4 separate regions of the Mus musculus genome follow, and regions 1, 2 and 3 are each linked to region 4. A link is a contact called in public HiChIP or PLAC-seq and promoter capture Hi-C data. All regions are on one chromosome and are shown on one strand. Each heading gives the region's core, a stretch centred on a gene start, on an enhancer-like site or on the middle of the called end of the contact. The rest is flanking DNA. Distances are from core to core; before and after follow the strand shown. Region 1 overlaps Blnk (B cell linker). Region 2 has its middle 22 kb from the start of Entpd1. Region 3 overlaps Dntt (deoxynucleotidyltransferase, terminal). Region 4 holds the start of Ccnj (cyclin J).

Region 1 (2,926 bases), core at 322-2,821, 130 kb before region 4:
GGGCCTAGACTCAGTTTTGGACTGAGCCAGTGGGCCTACCCTTTGGGAGGGGGGTGGGGTGCCTTTTGGACCTGACAGTTATGGACTTTATCAAAGCAAAAAAAAAAAAAAAAAAATGGGCAAATGTCCAGAAATGTCCCTTGACAAAGGCAGGCCTAGGTAAAGGGCCCCACTGTTCTGCTCCTGCGGGACTTATCTTTTGTGCTTTAGGTTAAGCTTTCTGAGAAAGAGATGAAAAAAAATGACAATATGGCTGTAATTACTGTTCAAGGCCCACAGAAAAGCAGCCAGTTTTGGCGCCCGTGGGCAGTCAGCTCAGGGGGCTAAGGACAGACAGTACATGTGCCTGTGGGTCAGCCAGAGCTGGCCAGCTGGATTCATGCTTTTTGCTCTGTGTCCCTCTCCTGTTACAGACAGCCCTGCAGATGAAGAGGAGCAGTGGTCAGATGACTTCGTGAGTGTTTGCTCCTGGGATCAGGAGGGTACCAGCCTTTCGAGGAGACCTCTTCAATGGCTTCTTTCTGAACCACACTCTGAAGGCTAGCTGAGCAACACGGGGATGGGGGGTGGGTCTCAGAAGGGCTGAAGAGCCTCCTCTTGGTAGGTGGCAGTGACCTCGCTGAGAGCTCACTTGACCCAGTGCTCATCAAAAGTCAGGCTGAACGCTTTTACATATAACCTTTCTCTATTCTACCATGGCCCTGGGAGGTAGATAGATTACCCCATTCTTTGAGCTCACAGACTCACAAAACCAGAAGTAACACATGCATTTAAATACTCTGTACTAATAGGCATACTTCTGACCTAAGCTGCCCAGTGCTCTCTTACTCTCTGACACCAGGCAGGAGAGCCGCCAAAACAAAGAGTTAACGCCAGAGCTGGTACTCACATCTAATCTCAGTACTTGGGAGGCTGAGGCAGGAAGACTTGAGAGTTTAAGGCCAGTCTGGGTTACTTGGAGTGTTTGAGGCCAGGCTACTAAGCAAGCAAAACTCTATTTTCTAACAGAGTTCTGGCTAGAACCAGAAAGGAGCATTTCATTAACTTAGAGTTTCCAAACTCAAACCTGGGTCTCAGAACCAGGCTGTCAGCTACCAGGGTACCTGTTAGGACCAAAAGAACATCAGCTGTGCTTCCTAGGTCACGGAGTGAGAAAGAGGGACCTAGCCATAGTGACCCTGGCAGGTCACTATGATGGGAGCTGAGTCTAAAGTTTTCTTCAACATTGTTGTATCCATCCACAATGTACCTTCCACAATGTGCTCTGATCTGAGTTTCGATCTGTGAGGAACCCTAAACACACCCCCACCTCATTTATAAGGAAGCGGAGGTCAGGAGGACAGACTGACATTTCCACTGTCCCTCACGGGGACGACGCAGAATGAAGACTTCCAGGCCAGTGTCTAGAATCGAATCTGTGTTCACCACCTGGATGTGGTCTTTAGGACAGCAGTTCCTCCTCCTTCAACCGCAGAAAAAGAAAAGAAAAATAAGGGGAAGGGTGATCTCATTGCGGGTCACTGGGGCATGAAGTTCCCCCTAGAACCCAGTGTAGCGGAAACCAGAGTGTCGGGGGTGCGCCCCCTGCTGGCTTCAGCGCAAGATCACATCTGCGGCTGGGAGGGAGAAGACAGCTTGCTGGCTGAATTAAGAATTTGAAAGACAGCAAAGGATAGGTATATGGGAGGGTTTGAAGAGAGAAGGGGGAGGGGAAACGGTCTAATTATATTATAATCTCAAGAAATAAAAGAAGTAATCTTTACAGAGAAGGTATAGGTCGAGGAGTACAAAGTAAAAATTAACCCGGAGAATAGGGATCGACCTACCCTGAAGTTAAACAGCCAAGATTAACAAGGATTGGTTAAATTCCCCTAGCGGTTATTTTTACTTTGGTGGGTCTCCGCTGCAGATAGTATGAAACACAGGCTTGTTCCTAAAGCCTTTATGCCCGACAGAGGAACCCCGTTATAACATCCCAACAGAAAGGAGACAAGTGTCTGTCTCTGCACTGGAAAGTCCTGTGTGATCATGGCAGGAGCTGGGTGAAGCAGGCAGAAACAGACAGTCTCCATCAGTCTCCATCAACCTCCACTTCCTGTCCTCTGCCTCCGCTGGAACCCCTCCTGCCTCCTAAGGTGGGATCCGCTCACTAGACAGCACCTGCAGGGTACCAAGCACGATGCTTACATTTGCAGGACAGTGACTATGAAAATCCAGATGAACATTCGGACTCCGAGATGTATGTGATGCCTGCCGAGGAGACGGGCGACGATTCCTATGAACCGCCTCCCGCTGAGCAGCAGACACGGGTGGTCCATCCAGCCCTGCCCTTCACGAGGGGCGAGTATGTAGGTGAGGTCGCTGTGGACGCTGGGACCACAGGATGGGGGAGATGGGCAAACAGCTGCTGCCTGAGGGTCCCCTGTCTGTCTCCACTCTCCCTTCGGAGCAGCAGTACAGGAGCAGGCAGGTGCACAGTGGGGTGGGGGGGGGGGGACGGGGGGGCGGGGGAGGGAGCATTGAACAGATTATCTGAACTGATAAAAAAATGTACCCTAAGAATTGCTCTCCCCACCCCTGCCCTCATAGCCCCACAAGAAGTCAACCCAGACATTAGTCCTGTTTCTCCTAGGATTTCCTTCATCCAGGACTCTGGAGCTTCTGAGAAGCCCACATAGAATAATGGTGTCCTTCAAGGACCCAAGTGTCCACCACAAAAGCCCCCTCTTTGTTCTGGTCCAGACAGCTTTGCACACAGGCCACCTAAACTGTGGATGTCCACTAGGTAGTGTGTGTGTGTGTGTGGGGGGGGGTGGTCGGTGAGCCCTGGGCCTGCAATCAACCTCTTAGGTCAGCCGACACTGCACAATCTGGCTTTGAGGCATGCCTCTGGTGGTCCATCAAGAAGTCTAGCATGGTAGCACAG
Region 2 (2,859 bases), core at 284-2,783, 190 kb after region 4:
GGACCTTTTCTGAATCGTCCCTGCAGTGCCTGTGTTCTGCATGGGCTCAGCATGTTTTTGTGGCTAAGAAGAGCCCTTGGGAGGAAAAAAATTGGTTCAAAAGGAGTTACTGCCATGCACAAGCAACAGTGAGGTTGGGTATGTGGGGGAGGGAGCCACAGATCAACCGTACCTTTGGTTAGAGTGGTAGTACCAGTGAGTGTCAGGAGCGGAAGAATAAGTGCCTGAACCCACTCTCTCCCTCACCTTGACTGCACCCCCTTTGACGCACTTCTGCTTTTTGTTTTGTTTGGGGGGGTTGTTTGTTTGTTTGTTTGTTTTTGTTTTTTCAAGACAGGGTTGCTCTGTGTAGCCCTGGCAGTCCTAAACTCAATTTGCAGACCAAGCTGGCCTTGAACTCTCAGAGATCTGCCTGCCTCTGTCTCTGAGTGCAGGGATTAAAGACATGTATGGCCAAGGCCAGCATCTGTTTGATGTCTTTCATCTGGCTGGCCAACTAGGAAACAGAAAAGGTGGAGGCAGAGCGAGCAGAGAACACCCAGGGCTTCTGCATTCTCACATTTCCACATTTCCACATTTAAAACCTCAAACAGCCCTGTGCGGCTACATGGATGGCTTGCGTATGTATTAGCTAAAACCAGTGAACCTGGAGAGGACCTAGGAAGCATCTCTTGGCAGCCTAAGAAACTGAAAGAGAAATTCTACATAGAAATTTGCATTCTCGTTCTGGCTCGGTCCACTTGTTGAATCTTTGGCAGGTGAGTCTGTTTTCTCCCTCTTCTAATGGGGCAGGTCCTGTTGACCTAAAGGAACTACTGTGAGCTGAATCTAGTGACACGCGCCTATAATCCCAGCACACAGATAGCTGAGGCAGGAGGGTCAAGGGTTTGAGACCCAAGTGTACTACATAGTAAGACAAAAGAAGGGGATGGGGGAAGGGCTGTAAGAACCGCCTGCTCCTGTGAATTCCCAGGGTGCAGTATGCGGGATCTCGTACTGTTTTACAAGGAGCAAATCCGATTTGAAATACACTCAAGAAACATATAGGATGGTGTTGTCCTGGTGTCTCTTCCATTTAGGAAAACATCTGGACGAATATTCACCATCACGGATCCTTCTCAAAGGGAGAATTTGGTGAAAATTACTTTATTTCCACTAATCTCCCCTCCCCAATAAAAAAAGAATCCATATTCTATTTATACCCCACGCAGGGACTATCACTCAAGACTGTGCACTCCTTGTCCCTCACAAGGCCTGCAATCCACTGTGAAGGTCAGGAAACCAGCAACAGGAGCCTTCTAATAGATTCACCCACTGTTTTTGTCTTTAACTTCTTTACATGGTGGTTTGCCTCAGCCAGGACTACCCAGCCAGACCAGTTTCTAATAAAGCCATCGGTTGTTTTTCTAGTTGTTTCCTTCTATTTCTTGCAGGGCGATTTGTTTTTCCAACCACTTCCTCATAGCCCTAAACAGTGAGGGCCCTGTGACAGTCCGGTGACAGTCCAGTGACGCATCTCTAACCATGGTCCTTCCTTGGTCCACTTCTCTTTTAATGGCCACAGTGGAGGCTCCACTAGAGGACCACTAGAGGACTACTCAGCCCAACATCACCTGTGCTTCGACAACCAAAGCCAGTGAATTAGCAAAATTACCATTATCTCTCCCTGGCGATTTCAACGGTTCTGCTTTCCTATAGATGGAGAACTAGGGTACACTATGCATGAAGCAGCCTCAGCTCACACCCAGTGTGGCATCACTGCTTAGCTGGTCCTGCCCGGCTGGTTTTTTGTTTTGTTTTGTTTTTCCAGAAAGTAGCTTTGGGAAAGGAGAGTGCTTGTAAATGTGCCACCTCTTGGGTAAACAAGCATTTGCCATTCTTTGTCATCCAAGACAAAGTAGAGGAAGGTGGAAAGTTAATGTCATTACAAAATACAGGAGTTCCTAGGAGGGAATGCAAAGGTGCCATTCTCCCATTGTTTCAAGTCTCCCGCAGTGGGCGGGGTGCAGGAAGACTTAGAATGTCGGGAAGGAAAGGGGCTGCCCTTTTCAGTAAAGCAGGTCTACTGGGCTTTGCTGTGGAGCTGCTATCTCTGCTTCAGGCTGCGACACATTATCACACCATCTTGAGGAAGCAGACACTGGCCTCCTGAACTCTGCTAAGGAGCTATCAGATGGCTGCAGCTCCAGCCTGACAGCCCAGCAAAACCCAGACTCATTCAGTCAGTTAAGTTACACTGCTGGTCAAATAACTTTGAAAAAAACCCTCCAGGTGAGCCAGGTGTGGATAATCTTACCATGTGGGAACTAAAGGCAGGAGGGTCCGCATCAGCTACCTAGTGAGTTCCAGACCAGCCTAGACCACATGAGACCCTGGCTGAAAACCAAACCAAACAAAAAAACAAAAGCAAAATGTCACCGGTTTAGGGAGAGTAAGGCAGGGACACTGAGTTTGAACTTGCTTGTTACTAGTAATGGGCTACATAGAAAAAGCCTTTAAAATGTCTCCAGTTAGGGGGAGCTAAGTCATTTTCCAGAGATAACGTTCAGCATCCACAGTATGTTTTCTGTAGACTGCCAGTAGGAACACAACCTTAAGTGCTACAATTACAATATACGTTTTTTTTAAAAAAAAAAAAAAAAAAGATTGAGAATTCAAGCAATAAGAAATAAATTCAGCCCTAAACCTTACAAGACTATTAGTCTTACATTCTCAAACTAGATTGGTCCAAATGACAAACTAACATAAAGATTTGGGGGGTGGGGTGGAAATTGAAGGAACTTAAATTTGCACGGAATGTCTAGGTGACTATTCTGGTGTTCGTATAACTGCCATTTTAAATGTGAAAGTTTCAGCTTG
Region 3 (3,093 bases), core at 9-2,508, 220 kb before region 4:
TTTACAGAAGCAGCTGTAGGTGGAACCAGCTTTGTGTAACAATTGCTGAGGAAGCAGATTTGCTTAGCGCTGGTCTGGGAAGTTGTGGGTCCTGCTTAGCTCACCCCAGCTCTTGACTGGCAGTGTCTTCCCACAGCTAACACTGGTTCCCAGCAACTGGAGAGGCTGGAGGTGTAATGGGGGTTGGTTATATGCAGTCAATGATGGGCTACTCCCGGTTCCCTGCCCTGCGTGGTTTGGGAGTGAGAAACATTCCTGAACTCCTCGGCCAAGGCCAAGAGTGTTTCTGTGGTGCAGAGAGAAATTCAGTTCACCTGCCAAATACCTGCAGAGTGCCAGTTCCTCCAGAGCAGAATCTAGCTGGGCAACAAATGGTTTATAATAACAAGAAATAAGAAAACTATGGGCCCATAGGAAGCCAGTGCTGCATCCAGACTGAGCAGGGCTTCCATGGTGAGCATCACTGAACGAGGGCTCGAAGGAGGTGATTAAAAACCAAAATGGCTGCAGAATGGCCAAGAGAGTTGTGCTGTGTGGGATAGCTTTGTGTCAACTTGACACATGCTTGAGTTATCTGAAAGGGGACAACTTAAATTGAGAAAATGCCTTGGTAAGATCCATCTGTAGGATCTTTTCTTAATTAGTGATTAATGAGAGAAGGCCCAGTCTATTGTGGATGGTACCTTCTTTGGGCTGGTGGTTCTATGAGAAAGCAGGCTGAGTAAGCCAAGGAGAGCAAGCCAGTAAGCCGCACTCCTCCATGGCCTCTGCATCAGCTTGTGCCTCCAGGTCCTTGCCCTACCTGAGTTCCTGTCCTGACTTCCTTTGATGATGAACAGTGATAAAGAAATGTCAGTAAAATAAACCCTTACGTCTCCAAGTTTCTTTGATCGTGGTATTTTGCCACAGCTATCATAACTCTAACTAAGGAATCCAGTCTTTTCCTGAGCCCCAGAGGCTACAGGGCAACAGACGCTTAACAGGAGCCTGGCATGACATCTAAGAGGAGTGGATGGACTGCTGTCCCAGCGAGTCCTCCACAGAGCCCTGTGAGGTTAGCGAGGTTAGCCATTGTTAGAGAGAAGGCTGGAGGAGTGTTATTTACGTGAAAGCAGCGCAACCCGGGACAGAGCAGCTTCAGCCTCTTGAATCCCGAAGTTTCTTTTTTAAACCCTCACTAGTTTCTTAGAGCAGCATTGGAGTCGACTACCCTGCAGCTGTGCACTGCTGCCCCCAGAGGGCGCCACTCCCGTCTATCTTATAGGCTTTAGGAAGGTGTCCAAGATCACCGAAAGAGGCAGGGTTGGGTCCTTCTGTAGGTCTAGGACCCAAATCCATCTGAGTTACTCACCACCCTGCCACTTCCTGGGTTTCAGTAGCTCTCACCTGAGATACCTCTCAGTCACCTAGGGGGTTTTACAAACATCCGTGTCAGAGCTTAACTGCCTAGAGCCTCTGATGTAGTGGTAGGTATACAGTGAAGAATTTATAAATCTAACCTGTCCCCAGGTAAGGCCACTGCTGCTGGCTTGGTGAACCATACATTGGGAATCTAAATGAATCTAACTCGTGTGAACATGTGCCCATACCATGCCCCAGTTTAGAGGCTTGGGGGCATGGTCCCTTAGTTCTCTCAGCCTTCTGCCCCACAACGGAAGCTTTCTTCCCCTGAGCCAGGAAAGCTAGTAGCAGACAGCTCTTACTCTGGAGCCGGTCCATCCAAGCAGGGCGAAGGCCCGGCGATCATAGGGGCACATGACCAGATCTACACGGATGGCCTTCCAGCCCTTTCCTTCCTGCTGGCCGCTCTTCTCGCTGTGCACTCTCCCGTGGTCCAGCTTCAGAATCAGGAAGCATTTCTGGAAATGGTCGAGAGCATCCACCTTCCTGCTGGGCTGCTTGAACTTTTCAAAGGTTGACTCTAAGATGTCGCAGTACAAAAGCAACCCCTGAAAAGCAATGGGAGGGTTTAGAAAGGGTCCTAGGGGGCTGGGGGTGGGGCACCCATGTGATATTACAGTGCTCTCAAGAGAGCCTCTTCAGAGCTGAACAAATGGGGATGCATTTTTTGTTCTTCCTCATCCAGCATCTGGGAGAGGAGGTAATACATGATTCTCTCCACAGAAAGGCTGAGCTCAAAGTCCCCAATAAGAAAACCTCAGAGCCTCCATCTCTCCTTGTTTGCTTCTGAGGGACAACTTTGCTCCTTGAAAAGCAAAGCCACGGTGAACAGAAATTCACACTGTTCCCTGCATGTCGGTTGTCTGGACTGGGTCAAAAGGTTGTGTCTGAAATTCCAGACCCAGTGTGGGGCATGGTGACCTGTTACATCTGTTGTTGTGTTGTTTTTGCAATGCTCAGGGTTGAACCTGCTAGCTATGCACTCTACCACTGAGTACACCCCAGCCCTGAAAGAACTCTCTCTCCATCTCGGAGGCAGTGAAAGAAGGCCCACGAAGCCTGCTTTATCTCAAGTTTCTATCCAGAAAGTTAATAAGTAATTCAAGGGAATGTTAGGCAAGCACCAGCCCCTAGGGGTTCCTGTGCTGCACACGGGGTGGGGGTGGGGGGTAGCACTTGGCTGGTGACAGATGGGACATTCTTGGGTGAATTGATCCTGAACTTGGCGAGGCTTTGACTGGGGCGTTCCATCTGATTCTGGGTGCTGTCTGTAGTGGAGCCTGGTACCACCTCAGACGTGGTCCTAGCTTTCCAGGCCAGCTTTCTGTTGGGTTTCCCCTACTGTTTGCAGTTTCCTTTCCTGTCCCCACGTCCCTCAGTGTGATTTATCTCCTCTGGAACTGCTCTGAGGTTGGGCTCAGGCTCGGCCATGGCTGCCCAGGGTTGTCTTCCTATTAGAAGATCAGTGGCTAGGCTAGGAAGGAGCTCTCCCTGCCATTCCTTCTCTCTGCTCCCAGGGTATGGGGGTCGGAGGGATCAGGGTGGGGTTAGGGCAGTTCAGCTTTGCTTCTTACAAGAAAGAGGATCTACCTCTTCCAACTTAGTGGACCAATTAACCATAGGCTACCCCAAGCAATGGTGTAAGAGCAGGAAGTGTTGTCAGGACTCTATGAGGAGTCCTCCAGCCAGGAT
Region 4 (3,013 bases), core at 168-2,667:
GGAATAGCTCCCTCCACCTTAAGGCTTTTTGTATAGCCTGGATTTGAAGGACCAAGGAACAGTAAGTTATCACATAGCTCTTACACTGTTCTAAGTTCCTGCACAGTACATACTTAACAGATTTCACAATCACCCCATAAGGACGTTCTGTCGTTGTTATTTCTCCTTTTACAGACGAGGAAACTGAGAAAGAGAAAATTAAGTTGTCCGAAGTCTCAGAGCAGGTTTGGGGAAAGGTTGGAGAACTGAGTTATGTACAGGGCTTACACCAGCTTCATGCAACAGCATGTACGAAACAAGGAGGGCTGTTCACTCACACACAGACACAGACAGACAGACAGACAGACACACACACACACACACACACCCATGGTCGACCTGGCAACATCGGAACACCATCCACCTTCCTTCTCCCAACTACCACGCCCCAGTCTTCTCCACATTTACAGGTTCTTCGGATGCAGCCCAGGGAAGGAAGAAGTTAATTAACTTTGACAAATGAGCAAACTCGCCTTCTCTGGCCTGGAAGGTAGAGAGTAAAGAACCTGACTGGCCTTTCCAGGAAGCACAAGAGCCGGGATGGGGAAAGTCGGGTCTCGGGAGTTACCTTGTACCGAAGCGCCTGGTGAATATCCGCAGCCAGCTGTCCTCGCCACCACTGCCCCTCCAGCTCCATGGAAGCCGGAGGTGCGCCCGGCCAGACGCCGCAACTTCAGTCTGGAAGACACGCCCCAGACGCGGTCACGGCCAGCAACTCCCCCCCCCCCCAGTCCCCCCGCGATCCTCCGCGCCCCCTCCTCCAGGGATGCGATCTCAGGTCACCCCGTGCGGCTGCTCCTCTTCACCTGACCCGACCCCGAGCCATCTTCCAACGCCAGCAAGGCCTGATCTACCCAGTCGTCTGCAATCGCCCGCTGCAAGAACTGCAGAAAGGTGCGAGCTCTGAAAGCTCCGGGCGGGACGGCCCACCTCGGGCTCTCCGAGTTCTGGGTTCGACCTCAGCCGCCTGCACTTAGGCGCGGGAGCCCTGACATTGTCAGAACGTCGCCGGAATGGAGAGTGACCAGCGCGCGACACCAGGTCCGCGCCGACAGCCCCGCACGCTCCACCACCCTGGGGGTCTGCGGTGCGCCCGCCGCAGCGCGGACCCGGAGCGGCAAACAAAAGGCCGGGCGGGCGGCCGTGCTCCGCGCCTCGCTTCCCCTCGCCTCGCTGCGCTCCCGCAGGCCTGCCCGGCCCACGCGGTTTCTTACCCGGAACCGCGGCCCTCAGAGCCCCAGCCCGGCCGGCGTGCACGGGGCGCCGGCAGCGTTCATGCCGCGGACCGTCGGCCGCGAAGCCCCCGCCTCAGCTAGGGCCCAGCACCCGGGCGCTCGCGCCGCCCATTGTTAAAGGACCGGCAGGCGGCTCGCCGTACAAAGCCAGCGCCGGGGCACGGGCCGCCCCGCGCTGCCAATCGGCTCTCGCGATACAGCGGGGTCGCGCCTCGCCGTCCAATCGGCGGCCGGGCCGAGCCAGGTGCTACTCCGTCTCCCGGGCCCCTGCCCGGTGCCGGGCGGTCTCGCTCTGCAGCCTCCGCGGTCTGTCGGCGCCCGAGGGCCGCTCACCTGCAGAGAATCTTTGATGGGTCCCGGGTGCTGGCAAAGAAAGATGCGATGTCTCAGCCCCGGGATTAAAACTTGGCAGCGCGGATCTGGCCCGCTGTCTCACTTCCGAGGGGCTGCTCTCCGGGATCCTCCCCCTACCCTAAGCCTTCCGAATGGGCTTTAGCTCTTACCAGTCCCTAAGGCGCTTTGGTTGTCGAGTTCTGCTCCAGTCTCCCCTCTAAACCCAGTACTCCTTTTAGCTCTTCTAACTCAGCTCTTCTTGTTGCTTTCACTTCGGCGATTCGCGCGAGTTGCGACTGGAATTGACATCTTTAGCAACCTGGCTTGTCAGATCCATAATGGATGTAATTGACCATCTGTGGTGGTCAAGGAAGAGACCCTAAACGGTGGGAACACTCCAGCGTCAATTGAGGCGATTGGCTGGGGCTGGAAATGTAACAGAAACCCCATCAGTTGTATTTGAGAGTGTCTGGAGGACCACCCCAAAAGAAGTAGATGGGTTCCCTCAATTTTCCAGAGACTGTAAAGCGACTTCCTTCAATATTTAAACATAAATCATGAGACCTCACCCCTTACTTTGAATATTTTGTTTAGAAAGAGGAAGAGTGACAAAGGGCTAGTACAGAAAAGGATGAGTGCACACTTCGGGAGCATGGCTTATCACCCTGGTATTTGCATCCATCCCGGAAGGGCTGCTGCAGACCCCTGTGTGACAGTGTTATACAATGCCTGGGGAGAGCAGGGGTTCAGGAAATGATGGGAAGAAACTGGAAGCATGCACGTGAAAATTGGCAGAACCCAGCCTAGCCCGGTGCATTTCGGGAAGAGACTACTAGTAGAGGGAAAGGACGTTATCTGGCTAAAATTTCCATGTCATTTATGGTATTTAAGTAGTACTCAGTTTCCAATTCACGACTACTAAGCAGCTTTTGGCTTCCAAATGATTTAGGGTCCAGGCCTTTCTTAAGAACCTTTTCAGAAAAGTGGGTCACAGACTATAATTGCCTATGCGATCCTGTAATAAGCAGGTTGTCCTACAGTCTACTTTGAACACGTTGTTTGCCGGGAGAGACCGGTTCAGAAATCATGTATTATTCTAGACTTAGATGGCTCTTTATAAGATGCCAGTATTCATCCTTGTTCATGCCTGTGTATGTCTCTGGTGGTCTCTCTAGAGTCTACATTCCTAAAAGGAATTTCGGTCTTACTATTTTTTTCATCCCTTTAGAGTGAGCTGGGCAGAAGGCACTTCAACTCTGTGTTCCCACAGTTTACATTCTACTGGGAAGAGAAAAGTCATAATAAATGAAAGATAAATCCATACCACACGGTAACAAGTGCTGTAAGGCAAACAAAGTGAAAGGCTAGATAGGTGGATAGGCCGACGTTTTATGATAGGGAAGCCA

What was found. Promoter capture Hi-C pulls out the DNA fragments that hold promoters and counts their contacts. HiChIP or PLAC-seq counts read pairs in DNA pulled down with a chosen protein or histone mark.
Region 1: a contact with region 4 is called in an H3K4me3 HiChIP or PLAC-seq map of the 230-238 cell line, with 21 read pairs. The contact joins the enhancer-like site here to the promoter of Ccnj in region 4. A contact is called at or near these places in 4 of 39 promoter capture datasets (the C10 cell line, epiblast stem cells and pre-B cells), 3 of 484 Hi-C or Micro-C datasets (embryonic stem cells, nephron progenitors and pre-B cells), 4 of 115 datasets of contacts at active chromatin or transcription factors (the 230-238 cell line, large pre-B cells and neural tube) and 1 of 9 other capture datasets (adipose tissue).
Region 2: an H3K27ac HiChIP or PLAC-seq map of microglia shows a contact between it and region 4, with 5 times the contacts expected there. The contact joins the enhancer-like site here to the promoter of Ccnj in region 4. A contact is called at or near these places in 2 of 39 promoter capture datasets (the C10 cell line and the HPC-7 cell line), 1 of 484 Hi-C or Micro-C datasets (myeloid progenitors), 1 of 115 datasets of contacts at active chromatin or transcription factors (microglia) and 1 of 9 other capture datasets (liver).
Region 3: a contact with region 4 is called in a promoter capture Hi-C map of the C10 cell line. The contact joins the enhancer-like site here to the promoter of Ccnj in region 4. A contact is called at or near these places in 7 of 39 promoter capture datasets (the C10 cell line, the HPC-7 cell line, HPC-7-derived erythroid cells and 3 more), 1 of 15 datasets of contacts at CTCF or cohesin (large pre-B cells), 3 of 484 Hi-C or Micro-C datasets (B cells, double positive thymocytes and large pre-B cells), 8 of 115 datasets of contacts at active chromatin or transcription factors (bone marrow-derived macrophages, double positive thymocytes, embryonic stem cells and 2 more) and 1 of 9 other capture datasets (embryonic stem cells).

The regions. Positions count from the first base shown.
Region 1 is chr19:40,961,771-40,964,696 of GRCm38.p6, reverse strand. Blnk (B cell linker) reads left to right here. Exons shown (of 17, transcript NM_008528.5): 4 at 414-454; 5 at 2,196-2,352. Among named protein-coding and RNA genes, the nearest start is that of Blnk, 31 kb to the left of the region's middle. Within about 2 kb of position 1,571, at least 45 of the 459 cell types and tissues checked have an H3K27ac peak or open chromatin away from gene starts, as enhancers often do. A contact at or near this core is called in the 230-238 cell line, where this site is marked.
Region 2 is chr19:40,636,500-40,639,358 of GRCm38.p6, reverse strand. It overlaps a transcript of Entpd1 not described here. Among named protein-coding and RNA genes, the nearest start is that of Entpd1, 22 kb to the left of the region's middle. Within about 2 kb of position 1,533, at least 61 of the 459 cell types and tissues checked have an H3K27ac peak or open chromatin away from gene starts, as enhancers often do. A contact at or near this core is called in the HPC-7 cell line, liver and microglia, where this site is marked.
Region 3 is chr19:41,051,851-41,054,943 of GRCm38.p6, reverse strand. It overlaps Dntt (deoxynucleotidyltransferase, terminal), which reads right to left. Exons shown (of 11, transcript NM_001043228.1): 9 at 1,704-1,949. Among named protein-coding and RNA genes, the nearest start is that of Opalin, 24 kb to the left of the region's middle. Within about 2 kb of position 1,258, at least 12 of the 459 cell types and tissues checked have an H3K27ac peak or open chromatin away from gene starts, as enhancers often do. A contact at or near this core is called in bone marrow-derived macrophages, where this site is marked.
Region 4 is chr19:40,829,683-40,832,695 of GRCm38.p6, reverse strand. Ccnj (cyclin J) reads right to left here and starts at 1,417. Exons shown (of 6, transcript NM_172839.4): 1 at 1,254-1,417; 2 at 608-717. The coding sequence starts at 676. It overlaps Cc2d2b (coiled-coil and C2 domain containing 2B), which reads right to left. Exons shown (of 35, transcript NM_001376940.1): 35 at 2,918-3,013.